Linked DNA regions of Mus musculus: region 2 is linked to region 1. The links are chromatin contacts, called in public promoter capture Hi-C maps. All regions are on one chromosome and are shown on one strand. Each heading gives the region's core, a stretch centred on a gene start, on an enhancer-like site or on the middle of the called end of the contact. The rest is flanking DNA. Distances are from core to core; before and after follow the strand shown. Region 1 has its middle 44 kb from the start of Slc40a1. Region 2 holds the start of Slc40a1 (solute carrier family 40 (iron-regulated transporter), member 1).

Region 1 (6,716 bases), core at 1,095-3,594:
GTCAAAATCATCTGCAGCAGAAATATAGAGAAATAGAAGGGGGAAGACAAATATTTCCAATAGGCCACTACATTAGTGTTATCCAATAAATATTTAGATATGGCTATGCATCTTAAGAAATAATATCAAAATCAACATATACCCACATGCCAACAAAGCAACCAAAAATGAGTAAAGTTTTAGATACATTTTTCTTCCTCTGGATGTCAGATATACTTAGGAAACCAAGATGGGATTTTAGTGACTTAAAAAGTATATATCCAGCTCTCTCTGTTACCCCAAACTCAAACCCCCAAATCAATGAAAAAGTTGGCTCTTTGAAAAAAATCAACAAGACAGACACATTTTTATCCAAACTAACTAAAATATGGAGAGAATATTCAAATTAACAAAATCAGAAACAAAAAGGGGTACATAACAACAGAAACTGAGAAAACACAGAGAGTCATAAAGACATACTTTAAAAACCTGTACTCCACCAACTTGGAACATTTCTGAATAGGTACCACTTACAAGGTTAATCAAGATAAGATAAACAGTCCTAAAACCCATAAGAAAATAGAAGCAGTCATTAGAAGTTTCCGCACCAAAACAAGCAAGCAAGCAAACAAACAAACAAAAACAAATCGTAGAACAAGATGGTTTTAGCATACTTTCAAAGAAGAATTAACCCCAATACCCCTAAAATTGTTCCACAAAATAAAAACAGAAGGGACATTGCCAAATTCATTTTATAAGGCCACAGTTACCCTAATACCTAAACCACGTAAAGACTCAAAAACAAAAAAGAAAGGGAAAGAGAAGAAAGAAAGAAGGAAAGAAAGAAAGAAAGAAAGAAAGAAAGAAAGAAAGAAAGAAAGAAGGAAGGAAGGAAGGAAGGAAGGAAGGAAGGAAGGAAAAAAGGAAGGAAGGAAAGAAAGAAAAAATGAAGGAAGGAAAGAAAGAAAAAAGGAAGGAAGGAAAGAAAGAAAGAGAAAGAGAGAGAAATAAAGGAAGAAAGGAAGGAAGGAGGGAAGGAAGGAAGGAAGGAAGAAAGAAAGAAAGAAAGAAAGAAATTTATAGAAAAATTTCCATTATGAGCATACATACAAAAATACTCAAAATACTTCAAACTGAATCATATCAAAACGATCATCAAGCATGATCAAATAGGCTTCATACATACCAGAGATACAGGGACAGTTCAATATACATAAATTTAAAAATGTAATCCACCATATAAACAAACTAAATGAAAAAAAATGACATGATTATCTCATTAAAAGTAGACAGAAAAACCAGCACCGCTTCATGACAGAAGTCCTAGAGAGATTAAGGGAACATACCTAAGTGTAATAAAGGCAATTTACAGCAAGCTGATAGCTACCATCAATGTAAATAGAGAGAAACTCAAAGCAATTCCACTAAATCAGGAACAAGTCAAGATTGCCCACTCTCTCCATATCTATTCAATATAACACTTGAAGTTTTAGCTAGAGCAGTTAAAGCAACTGAAGGACTTCAAACGGATACAAATTGTAAATCAAGAAGTCAAAGTATCATTATTCACCAATGATATGGTGGTATATATTAGCCACCCCAAAAATTCTACCAGGGAAAGCCTACAACTGGTAAACACATTCAGCAAAGTGCCTGAATACAAGATTAATTAAACATAAAATAAAAATAAAAATATCAGTAAACCTCATATATACAAAGGACAAATAGACTGAGAAAGAAATCAGGGAAACACCACCTTTCACAACAGCATCAAATAATATGATATATCTTGGTCTAATTCTAACCAAGCAAACGAAAGACCTACGTGACAAGAACTTCAAGTCTCTGTAGAAAAAAAAAAATCAATAAAATGATTCCTAATGATAGTCTCCTATTCTGTAAATCAGTTCCTTATCTAGTTGTTATCAGAGAGGCTCCCTTCAACAGCACCTCAGCATGAATGCCAAGACCCACAGCCAGACATTATGCAGAGAGTGTAAATTGGAGGTCTCCATCAGGTCTCTCCCTTTGGAACCCAGAAGGTGGAGGGACGATTGTAGGAGTCAAAGGAGTCAAGGACACTGGGGGATCATGATCCACTGAATCAACTAAGTGGGGCTCACATGGGCTCAGACACTGAAGTGGCATGGGGCCAGCACGTGTTTGCACCAGGCTCTCTGTGTATTTGTTGTGGCTGTTAGTGTTTGTGTGGACCTCTTAACTGTGGAAGCAGGTATGTCTGTGACTCTTTTGTGTGCTTTTGGGATCTTTTCCTTCTGCTGGGTTGCCTTGTCCAGCTTCATTGTGAAGGCTTTTGCCTTGTCATACTGTATTTTGTTTTGCTGTGTTTTGTTGCTGTCTCTCGGAGGCTTCTTCTTTTCTAGTGGGAAATGGAGGGGAAGTAGATCCAGTAAGTGAGGAGGTGTGTATGGGGTGGGGGAGGGAGCTGGGAGGAGTGGAGGGAGGGGATAATGTGGTCAAAGTGTATTGTATGAGAGAAGAATTTATTTTCAATAGAAATAAGAAAAAAGATTGAGCTGGGGGTGTGGTAGTGCAAACGTTTAATCCCAACACTCAGGAGGTAGATGCAGGTAGATCTCTAACAAGTTCATATTCAGTGTGATTTACAAAGTGAATTTTCAGTCTGCCAAGGCACATAGTGAGACGTTGTCTCAAATAAAATAAAAATGTAAAAGGAAGAGATTGGAGATTGCACTGGAGTATCAGAAGCTAGGAAAGGGAATGGCACCCCCATATCTGCCTGCTTCCTCTTAGGGTGATGGGGGCTTTTAGAAAAGGGGAAGATAGCTGTTGACCAAATTAGATAGTGTGACTGCCTCTAACAGAGCAGAAGAAAAGCAATCTAGAAGGGCAGAAAACTATTGAAAAGCATCTTTTCAAAGTCACGAGTAGAGATTGACATCATGGGAAAGATGAGGAAGATTAGCTCAAATGTGAAACTAAGCAAACCAGTGAGGAAGCTGAGCAGGCAGGGTCCAGGGAAACTAGAAACAGCTGAGTCACTCTCAACATTGAGTGTGCTGACCCTGAAGAAGCAACAAAATGATTCAAACTCCGATGTGTCCCTCTGTCACCTATGAAGCCTCCCTCACACAGGCTGATTCTTGAGTTTCTAGGACTTGTCTCTGGCCTATTTCTGCCAATGCCTTACATTAAATCTTCCAGAACTTAACTGAGATAAATTGTTATCTTTGTGGGGGAAAAAAACAAAAGGATGTGACCCAACACATGAGTGTGGTTACCAGAAGCTAGTGGAAGTGTGTTCTTCCCACCTCATCACTGTCTCCTTTTATATAGTAGCCATATTTATTGAAGGGGAGCAGGCAGCCTGCCTCCTCACTTTCTCCATGCTCTCAGAGCTTCCCATCACCCCCCCCCCCTTGCTCTTTCTCACCATTCGTGCGAGCTCCCCCTCCCCAGCTTTTCAGAGAGGGCCGGGTCTGGCACTGAAATATTGCTATTGTCGTTTTCAGGGTGGCACTCCCTAACGACCCCTCCCTACAGCAACAGATGCCAGCTTGAGAATAGACAAACAGCGACATCCCTCAGTCCCCATGTCATTGAGGTTGGCAACACTCCCTGATAGATGGATAGATGGCTAGCACTTCCAAGTGCAGGTGGCTCCTGTCCTTGGAAGAAGAGAAGAAAACAAGTGCCCCCACGTTTGAGTTATGAGAAGAGGGCAATTAAAAACACACTACTAGTTCCTGATAGCACCATAAAGTTACTTCCCAGGTCAAAAGAGTCCCTCCTCCCAGTTGAAATTCTGCCCTGCTGTCTGAACGTGTTTGAAGGATAAATTCCCTTGTCACCTCCTTGTGTCATCTTGAAGTCCGAGAATCCCTGTTTATGCCTGTTTATGCAGTTCTTAGAGTTCTGGAGATCCTGTGACCTAGGCATAACAATATCACACTGCTGCTTGTCAGGCCCTGGCAAGCAACTAAAGCTCTTTATTCTTTCCTTTTTGTCCATCCAGCATATTCATTTGGATCATTTTATGCACCAGACATTGTTTAAAGCTCTGGAGATAAGCAACAATAAGTCACATTGACCTTATGTGGTTAATGACCAGCCTATCAAAAAAGAAGATATTCAAAAAGACTCCTGTTTTTTCTTTTTTCTTTTCCCTTTTATTGGATATTTTCTTTATTTACATTTCAAATACCCCCTTTCCAGGTCTCCCCTCTGGAAACCCCTACCCCTCCCCACCCCCCACTGTCTCTATGAAGGTGCTTGCCCACCCACCTACTCCTGCCTTCCCTCTGTGGCATTCCCCTACACTGGAGCTTAGAAACCCCTCAGGCCCAAGGGCTGCTCCTCCCACTGATGTCCAACAAGGCCATCCTCTGCCACATATGCAGCCTGAGTCATGGGTCCCTCCTTGTATACTCTTTGGTTGGTAGTCCAGACCCCAGGAGCTCTGGAGTGTCTGGCAAATTGACACTGTTGCTCCCCCCCCTCCCCACCCATGGGGCAACAAAACCGCTCAGTTCCTTCAGACCCTTTTCCAACTCCTCCATCAGGTAGCCCCACACTCAGTCCAATAGTTGGTTGTGAGCATCCACCTCTGTATTTGTCAGGGTCTAACAGAGCCTTTCAGGAGACAGCCAGATCAGGCTCCCATCAGCGAGCACTTCCTTGAATCCTCAAGAGTACCCAGGTTTGGCAACTGTGCATGGGATCGATCCCCAGGTGCAGCAGTCTCTGGATGCCTTTTCTTCAGTCTCTGCTCCACACTTTGTCTCTATATTTCTTCCTGTGAGTGTTTTGTTCCCCTTTAAGAAGCACTGAAGCATCCACATTTAGATCTTCCTTCTTCTTGAGCTTCCTATGGTTTGTGGATTGTACCTTGAGTATTCTCAACCCTAAAAGACTCTTGTATCTTTCAACCTCTCAGATTATTAAAACAATAGACCCCAAAGGAGGTTGAAATTCTCCAGGAAATCTCATGCTGAGAGAATAAAAAGGCACCATGCAGAGAGGGTCTTATCTCTAGAAAGAGATTTTGAAAAGTTTTATCAACTTGTCAAGACAAATACAGGATTAGACTAAAGTCTAAACAATGATGGTCCAATGGTGGGCAGGACCAAGCCTTGGCTGGGACTGCTTAGGTGAACATATCCTTGGCCCTCTATTAAAGTTTAATTTCACTTTAGGACCCCCCAAAGACAAAGTTAGACTTTGTCTCTCTTCCCTTTGTGGCCACTTTAAATCATTTCTTTAAAGCTGTGCATTCCTAACTCATTCCTTTTATTGAAGATGATTGGTAGCCAAATCTAGCCTGTGGTACAGTCTGTGATCCCCAAGTTCAGTAACAGTGTTGAGACAGACACTGAGTAAATAATCTTACCTGTGAAGTCATCACTCTACACAGGAGTGAGGAGGTAGTCCAAGATCCACCATACTCAGGTGTAAGTCTACCCTCTTCATCCTCCGCCCCTCGATTGGTTGTAGAAAAATATCTCTACTAAAAAAACTCAGGTTGTATCCCACTATCTATACTAGTTAGCATTATACCTCCAGTAGATAGACAGGCCCCCAGTGGAGAGATGGGGCTACCCATGCATATTCAAAATTTTTGACCCAGAATTGTCTCTGTCTAAAGAAAATGCAGAGACAAAACTGGAGCAGAGACTGATGGACAGGCCATCCAGTGACCGGCTTAACTTGAGATCCATCCCATATGCAGGTACCAAACCCAGAAACTATTTTTGGTGCTATGTTATGCTTGCAGACAGGAGCATGGCTGTCCTCTGAGGGGCTCTACCAACAGCAGACTGAAACAGATGCAGATACTTACAGCTAAGCTTTGGACCTAGGTCAGAGACCCCTATGGAAGAGTTAGGGGAAGGACTGAAGAAGCTGAAGGGGATGGCAATCCAATAGGAATTACAACAGTATCAACTAACTCAGAGCTCCCAGAGACTAAGTCACCAACCAAAGAAAATACAAGGGCTGGTCTGTGGTCTCTGGCACATATGTAGCAGAGGACTGCCTTGTTTGGCCTCAATAGGAAAGGATGTACCTAATCCTGTAGAGACTTAAAGCCCTATGGAAGGGAAATGCTGGCAGTGGGTGAGGGGGTGGGTAGATGGGTGAGGGGGTGGGTGAGAACCCTCTCAGAGGCATGGGGGAGGGAGGATGGAGTGAATAACTCTGGGAGGGGGGACCAGGAAAGGGCAACATTTGGAATGCAAATAAATGAATTAATTTATTATTATTATTTTTAAAAAGCCTGGGCTTCACTGAAAAGTGGGCAAGAATGTCTTCATCTCTATGAACCTCTGACTTGAATTCCCACCCCTACTTCCCAGGTATAGCTACCTGTCTCTGTTTCTGAACCACATACCACATTTTATCATCAGAGCAATATTTATGCTTATAACAAAAGCTACTTAAGTTTTGCTCAAAGGTCTTGCTTCTGCAACTATTCAGTTTCTCCCCCGCAGTATTAACTTAAGGTTTCTTTCTTAATGGCTTACCAGCACATTCATTAGGTCACTTCTCATCCAAACCCTTCCTGACTCCACTTTCTTCTCTAGCCACTTCCCTCTAGTTTTGCAGACCATCACTGGTTGTGCTTTGCTTTGACGCCATTCGAATCCAGGCTTTACCCCATAATTTCATGGTAAAAACAATTCTTTCCATGCTGACCAGTGACTTCATATTGTGAAAGTCAATTCAATCTATCTACTCCTACACTGGTGCATAGAACC
Region 2 (6,716 bases), core at 1,518-4,017, 45 kb after region 1:
TAAATTATAAACGCCTGAACAAAAGCATCTACTTCTTACTTATTTTGTACTCCAATGGTAGCATAAAATGTATTGATCCATTAGTAGACAGGAATTCAGAAATTAAAAACCATACAATTCAACACAAACCCAACTTCAGAGAATCTTCTGTCCAATTGCTTTCTATATCCAATATCTAAGAAATCATGACTTAGCAGTGCTGTAAAATGTATATACAATATTTTATTTATAAATAATAGTTAAATAGAAATATAATTAAATAATATATAATAATATTTTATATACACATATATGTATATATACACACATATGTATGTATATATTATATATGTATATATATATATATATATATATATATGTAAACAGAGTGACCCACAAGATACGAAGGACATAAAACAAAATTAGCAATCCTTTCTTGCATTCCTTTGCAGTGAGGAATAAAATCCGACCCACCCTTCTATGGCTTCCAGTGCTATTGTTACTTTTCATCCCTCTTTCTCCCGAGGACCTGTCCATTTACTTAATTTACTATTAGGTTTCAACAAGCATCTTTCATTTTCTTTTGGAACTTGCTTTAAATTTTCTGACGGAAGTCTTTTTCAAATTGCCCTGGAACACACATAGCTCCTCTCATGTTTCTGGAGCCTGACACCCAGTCTGTCACCCAAAGGTCACATGAACCTGGAAGTTAATCAGTGCTTAGAAGCGAGGCACCTGGTTGTCCAAGGGGACTTCAGACACGTCCATTACTGGTCCTTTTAATGCTTATTATGACATTAAATTGGGAGAACAAACTATTGGTTTAGATGTATAAAGGGTTCTTCACTGTTTTGTTTTGCTTTTCCCCCTTATACCCATCTTCAAAGCAAACTCTAGCCAATTCCACTTTGTTTATTCATTTATTTGCAAAATCACCCCCTTTGTAAGCATTCAAAAAGATGGGAGCTTCCTTTTCTAAAAAGTTATCTAGGACTGCTATTCCTTAGAGAGCCAACAACCCAACTTAATTTCCCAATGGCATAGGGAATACATTTCCTCATGATGGTTTCCATTCACGTCTTATAAATCAATCAATAGGGGATTTCATTAAAAAGAAATTAGCACTTCAAAATATTCTTTAGAAATTCATTTTCCTTATTTGTAACGCACAGAATATGTTTATGCTTTTAAGCAGTAAGAATGATTGTTTAACCCGACAGTTTCTAATAATTATCCATTGAGCACAGCCAGCCTGCTAATGAGTATCGAGGAGTTGATAGAGGATCCCAGGCCAGCAGAAAAACTGAGATTCTCCCATAGGAAGCCAAAGGAAGAACTGTGAATCCATAGCTAATTTTCATTGGGTGGTGGCTTTTAACACTACCCACAAATTAAGTAGCCACAGATAACAACTTCGAAGATTAGAGCTGTTATCATTTAGATGTTTGATCATTGATTAGGTATACTTAAACTCATCTTACAATACTATTGTAATCCTATTATGCCAGTTTTCGCCAGTCTACCCTTGTACTCTGTTTCTATAATGCTGCATGCTGGTACCAGACGTAAACCCAAGAGGGCCCATGAAATACCTTTCCAGTTCAGTAGGAGGCCCAGTTAGAATTTACCAACCCTAGTAACTATGCAAGTTTTCCTGTCCTTGTGGATCTTGTTTCAAACAGTTGTCGGTCTATGTAAAGCTTTAGAATTTCACTATTAAGTAAAATTTACTAACACTCATGGGAAACATCTTTGAAGAAAACAACGTTTTTGTTGAAACATGTGTTTTAGAACGATTTATTTACTTAACGGAATGAGAAAACTGCAAGTTCTCCAATACAACTGTCTCCGATGAGAGTAAACAACAGCTTGTGCAACGATGTCTCAAGAACTGTGTGCATTCTCACTTACCCAAGTGGAGAGAGAGTGGCCAAGGTAGAGGAGGAATTTTGCTGAGGTCAGGTAGTTTGCTAAGGATCCTAGAAAGGCACAGAGAACAAGTTAAAAAACGTGTTTAAGCACCCCAATGTGCTCAGATTAGAATTTGCTTTTGGTCGTAATTAAGTCTGATTTTTTTAAACAGGTCACTTACAAGACTGATGCATTCAGTTTACTTAATAGCATCCACTTAAGATTCAGCGTTGTCTCTTGGTCAATAACCGCCCCAACTTCAGGCAGTGAAGAAACTCTTGTTTCAACATTCCTTAACTTTGGTGGGGTTTGTTTTTTTAATGCAAGAAATTTCACCCTGCCCAGGTTACTCTATCCCTGCCTATATGTAAGTTCTTTTATTCAAACTATGAGTTTATATTCTTCTTCACCCTCCATCAAAACCCAAGTCAACCCTCATGGAACTACATCTCCCCGTCCCCACCTGCATTCCCACCATTTGAAACATTCGATTACTCAACTCACCACAGCATCCTTCCTGATGGGTTTGATCTCTTGCCTTGGTCATGACACCAGGCGTTCTCCCCTTGTTTGTTCTGATGCTGGTAGCTTTAGCTGCTCTTGCCCGGGAGCTTGTTCACAGGAGTGAGAGGAACCGAAGATAGCACCAGTATAAGCACAACAGCCTTATGCCGAAAGACCCCAAAGGACAACTAAGGCAAACAACAACAGCAAAGCTGTCACGGGGTCTTCTTTTTGTCTTCTTTCCAAACTTAGCTAACACTGTAGCTGAAGTTGGAAAGCCAAAGCCTTATGGGAGCGGGTTGGAGGATCCACCGGCCGCAGGAGACCCCGAGCCTGCTCTCGCCGCCGCCGCCGCCGCCGCCACCGCCGCGGGCAGGGCAGCGGCTTATAGGGAGCCGGGGGCGGAGCTTGAGAGAGCAGGGACCGCCCTTCGCGGCTGGACGTCCAGGTCCGCGCCAGCTACGCTCCCACCGCCCTCCCAGGAGGCGCAAACAACCTGCGCTTTGGCTGGGCTACCGCAGGAGAAGCCAAGGGGTGACCCGCACAGTAGGACGGGGACTGTATGCGGACCCCGAGGGGACACTACAGAAACATTTTGCACAAAGTCGTTTGGCAGGTGCTAGAAGGAAGCTCTTCTCTCTGGCCACCAGATTGCCGGACAGTCCCTAGGCAAAGCTCAGCGGGAGCTGGCGCGGAAAAAAAGGAGCCTCCCACCCTAGCTACCCTTCGGAATGCAGGTAGCTAAGTAAATACAAGTCATGTCCGGCCTGCCTGCGGCGCAGAATGTTTTCCTTCTCCGAACTATAGAGAGGGCTCTCTCTCAAAAGCTGCGGAATCAAAGCTCAGGAAGCAGGCTCAAAGATCACAATGTAGCCCCGCGCAGCCCAGTGATCGAACGCAGGCCGCCTTCTGTGCCACAGGCACTGCAAGGAGGCAGCGCCCTTCACTGTCCTTTCCCTCTGAGTTCTAACCCTAGCCGCTCCTGCCTCTTTGGCTACTCCACAGGCTCCAAGTGCTGAAGGGAAGTAACCAGGAATACCGGTTGTCCCAGTTGGGACCCTGGGTCTGGCCCCGTGCAGATAAAGCCCTTTTGGTAGCCTCCTGGGGGGACAGGTGAATACACACCAGGTGTAAGCCTCTAATGACCTCCGTTTCCTCCCCAGGGCATACCTGCTTCTTGTGTCAGCCCTTCCCTTCCCTTACCTTTGTCAGGTTTGTCAACACTTCAAGAGTGATCCTAAACATTGAAACTCCAACCGGCTTGCACTCTTCCAGCCCTGCCAGAATGACACCTGGTAATGAAGAGAGCCACTCATGAGCACAGGCCTTGTATCTGGACTCTCTATCAGAAGCCCCAAAGGTCTTTGCGGGCGGGGTGCAGCTGGATTCGTTAGGATGAGGTCTGCAGAACCGAGATAGGGCTTTGCTACTGCAACCGCTTTTTGTCCTTTGCAAACCTTTCTCTCTCCTGACACACAAAACGTTTAAGTCCTTTCTCCTCTATCGCAGGTTCGGGTATGTCTGCTGAAGTTGCAAAATGGGGTAGTATATCCAAATGTCTTTTGGAGTAAACCTAAAGTGTGCTTACATGAAGCACTTAGGAAGGGATCATCTAGCAAGTTCTGACGGTTTCTTTCTCTCTGTCTCTCTCTGTCTCTGTCTCTCTGTCTCTCTGTCTCTCTCTTCCCCCAGCCCTTCCTTCCTTTCCTTTAATTTTGTTGATCTTCAGAATACAAACTATCCTGATTCCCTGCACGTATGTGCCAATAACAGGATCTCCATGCCCTTTGCATTAAGTACAGTGTGCCTTAAGAGCTATCCCCCACATCTAGTCAGAAGACTCTGAGAAACAGGAGCTCAGTTGATGCGTGCTTCAAAGTGTGATGTGTTCTCCATTGTCATCAATGGGGAGCTTCTGTTCCCCATTGTCACCAAGGAGTCCTCAGAAGCCCAAACTAGGAGAGTGCTAAGAACAGGTGGGGTCCCACAGTGAAGCAAGCAGCAAATGAGCAAGATTCATAGACAGAAAAAGCATTCAATATCTGAGGACTTGGCCAGGGCTCCTATCCTAGTCGTTGGGAATGAATAGTTAGTGTATTGTTGGAGCTCATGACATAGAAGGAGTTAAAATAGAAAATGGAATAAAAATTCTCAGAACGCTTGGAGTACACAAGTGACAGAGTTTCCTGGCCTTGACATTCCAGATTAGAAAGCATAGCTCAGTCACAAGACACCACTGGCTCTTCCTCCTACCACAGAAACATTTCACTGATTGAAAAGTAAAGTTTCATCCAAAAGCAATGTTTTCCCTCTCAGAACAGAAAATATATAACTTTCTTATCAATGTAATCATAACTAAACAAGTCATGCATGTTTTAAACCAGTTTTCAAAAACAAAAAATAAGTGCCCCCCAAAACTATTTCTCAATTCATTTCAATATGATATTTATGAGACAGAATCTAAGTTACTCATACCAGCTCTGAACTCAGAATCCTTCTGCCTCAGCTTCCCCAGCACTGGAATAACAGGCGTGTGTCACTATTGAGCTGTTTAAAAGTCTGTTAGTTTTAAAAGAGCCTTTTAAATCTTCCAGCCAGAATAAAATGTACTCTGATTGGAAGTTGTTAACACATATTTATGGTTGGGGAATAAAAGGACTTATTCCTTCCTTTCAAGTTGTGTTTTTACTTACCTCCAGGGCCCTCAGTTGCCTCTTCTGCACCTGCAGCTCTCCAGATCAAAAACAGCACAGGGAATGGCCACTACTCCACAGCCGTGAAGACAAATGAAAAGGAAAAAACACAGTGGGGTTATCATCCACTGTTACAGGAAGCCTTAGCTCTGAGGACAGAGCTCCCATCAGATGCAAAGCTTTAACAGTACAAAGCCACAATTCTGTTCAAGTGCCTTTCAAGACTGTCTGAGACTTCTATAAGCTTCAAACTGAGTAGACTCTTGAGAAATTCAAATTCAGGGTCTTACTTCAAGTCATAGACAACGAACAGAAAGATGATCATCATCATAACGCTTTATTTTGGTTGAGTATCCCAAGAAACTCAACCTTGGCAAGCTTTGTATAAATACGTGACCTCTCCTCCATTCTCCTCATACATCTCTAGCTTTAAAAAATGAATGCATAATATTTCAAAAGTATATATTTAATATGTAATATACATTATTTACATTATATATTATATATAAATATTTTGTTATACAACATTTATAACATATAATATATAAACATTTATAAGTATGTGTTATACATAATATATAGTATTTGTGTATGAATATTAAATATATATTTATTACATTATATACGTGGTAATATATACACTGTGTATGTTACAATAATGTATACAATAATAATAATAATAATAATAATAATATCATAGTTGTCCTCAAGGTCTGAAAGAAGAGTAGGTAATGACAAGATCCTGGGCACTGGGCATAAAATGATGGATGTCTTGTCACTGGTGATGATGCAACATTGTGAATTATCCAAAGTGTCAAAGCTGTATTAAAATGACATAAACAATGAATTTATCTCATGTGATTTTTTTTACCTCAGTTATTAAAAAAACAAAAACAAAAAACAGTGTCTTAAAAGGAAACTCTGCCATTTTCCCAAATCAGGGATTAATATAGGAAAGATATGTAGAAAGAAGAAAACAGAAATCAAATCTTGCACGTTATATTGGAAACTAAAATAGAGAGCTGTGTTCATTGTTTAATTTTCTCCATATATAGCCAGAAAATATATATGAATTTCACTTAATAAGTATTTTGGTCTCTTAACTTTTGCCATAGATCCTTTCTGTCTAACTTTATTTCTGTTATGAAATAAAGTCCATTCCTTTATTGCTTGTTTCCAGCTAAACACCAAAGCTGGATGCTTATTAACTACAACCCTAAAGACCTCTCTCAGCCTTGCCATCCTAGGGCTTATCCAAACAGACAGACAGGTCTCAGCTACTAGGTCCCTGTTCATTTGATTTCTCAATTGCTTGCTGCCCTCACAGAAGAGAGTATAAATCTCAGATCTCTCATACCTCCAAAGAGTTCTCAGTGTACACACCTATTCAAGTCATCTGCCTCCGACATGCCATACAGCATACCTGCTTCTAAGAAACCCCTCGAAGCTAATTCCTACTAAGATGGCCAGAAATTTCTAGTCACAAATTTTGCATTCTAGGCAAAAGGCAAAAATGTTCTACTTAGGAAACAGTTCGAGGTCCAGTGCTCAAGACCTTTCCTGGTATGTGCACTATACTTCTCCTTGGTTTGGTTTGTTCTGTTTTATTTCAGTAAATATTACTTTTAA

What was found. Promoter capture Hi-C pulls out the DNA fragments that hold promoters and counts their contacts.
Region 2: a contact with region 1 is called in a promoter capture Hi-C map of neutrophils. The contact joins the promoter of Slc40a1 here to the enhancer-like site in region 1. A contact is called at or near these places in 6 of 39 promoter capture datasets (the C10 cell line, the HPC-7 cell line, fetal liver and 2 more), 1 of 15 datasets of contacts at CTCF or cohesin (the NIH/3T3 cell line), 13 of 484 Hi-C or Micro-C datasets (the G1E-ER4 cell line, bone marrow-derived macrophages, embryonic fibroblasts and 7 more), 9 of 115 datasets of contacts at active chromatin or transcription factors (cardiomyocytes, embryonic stem cells, microglia and 2 more) and 3 of 9 other capture datasets (adipose tissue, liver and pancreatic islet).

The regions. Positions count from the first base shown.
Region 1 is chr1:45,878,662-45,885,377 of GRCm38.p6, forward strand. No RefSeq gene overlaps it. Among named protein-coding and RNA genes, the nearest start is that of Slc40a1, 44 kb to the right of the region's middle. Within about 2 kb of position 2,345, at least 37 of the 459 cell types and tissues checked have an H3K27ac peak or open chromatin away from gene starts, as enhancers often do. A contact at or near this core is called in the G1E-ER4 cell line, the HPC-7 cell line, bone marrow-derived macrophages and 2 more, where this site is marked.
Region 2 is chr1:45,922,827-45,929,542 of GRCm38.p6, forward strand. It overlaps Slc40a1 (solute carrier family 40 (iron-regulated transporter), member 1), which reads right to left and starts at 2,768. Exons shown (of 8, transcript NM_016917.2): 1 at 2,395-2,768; 2 at 1,891-1,958. The coding sequence starts at 2,437.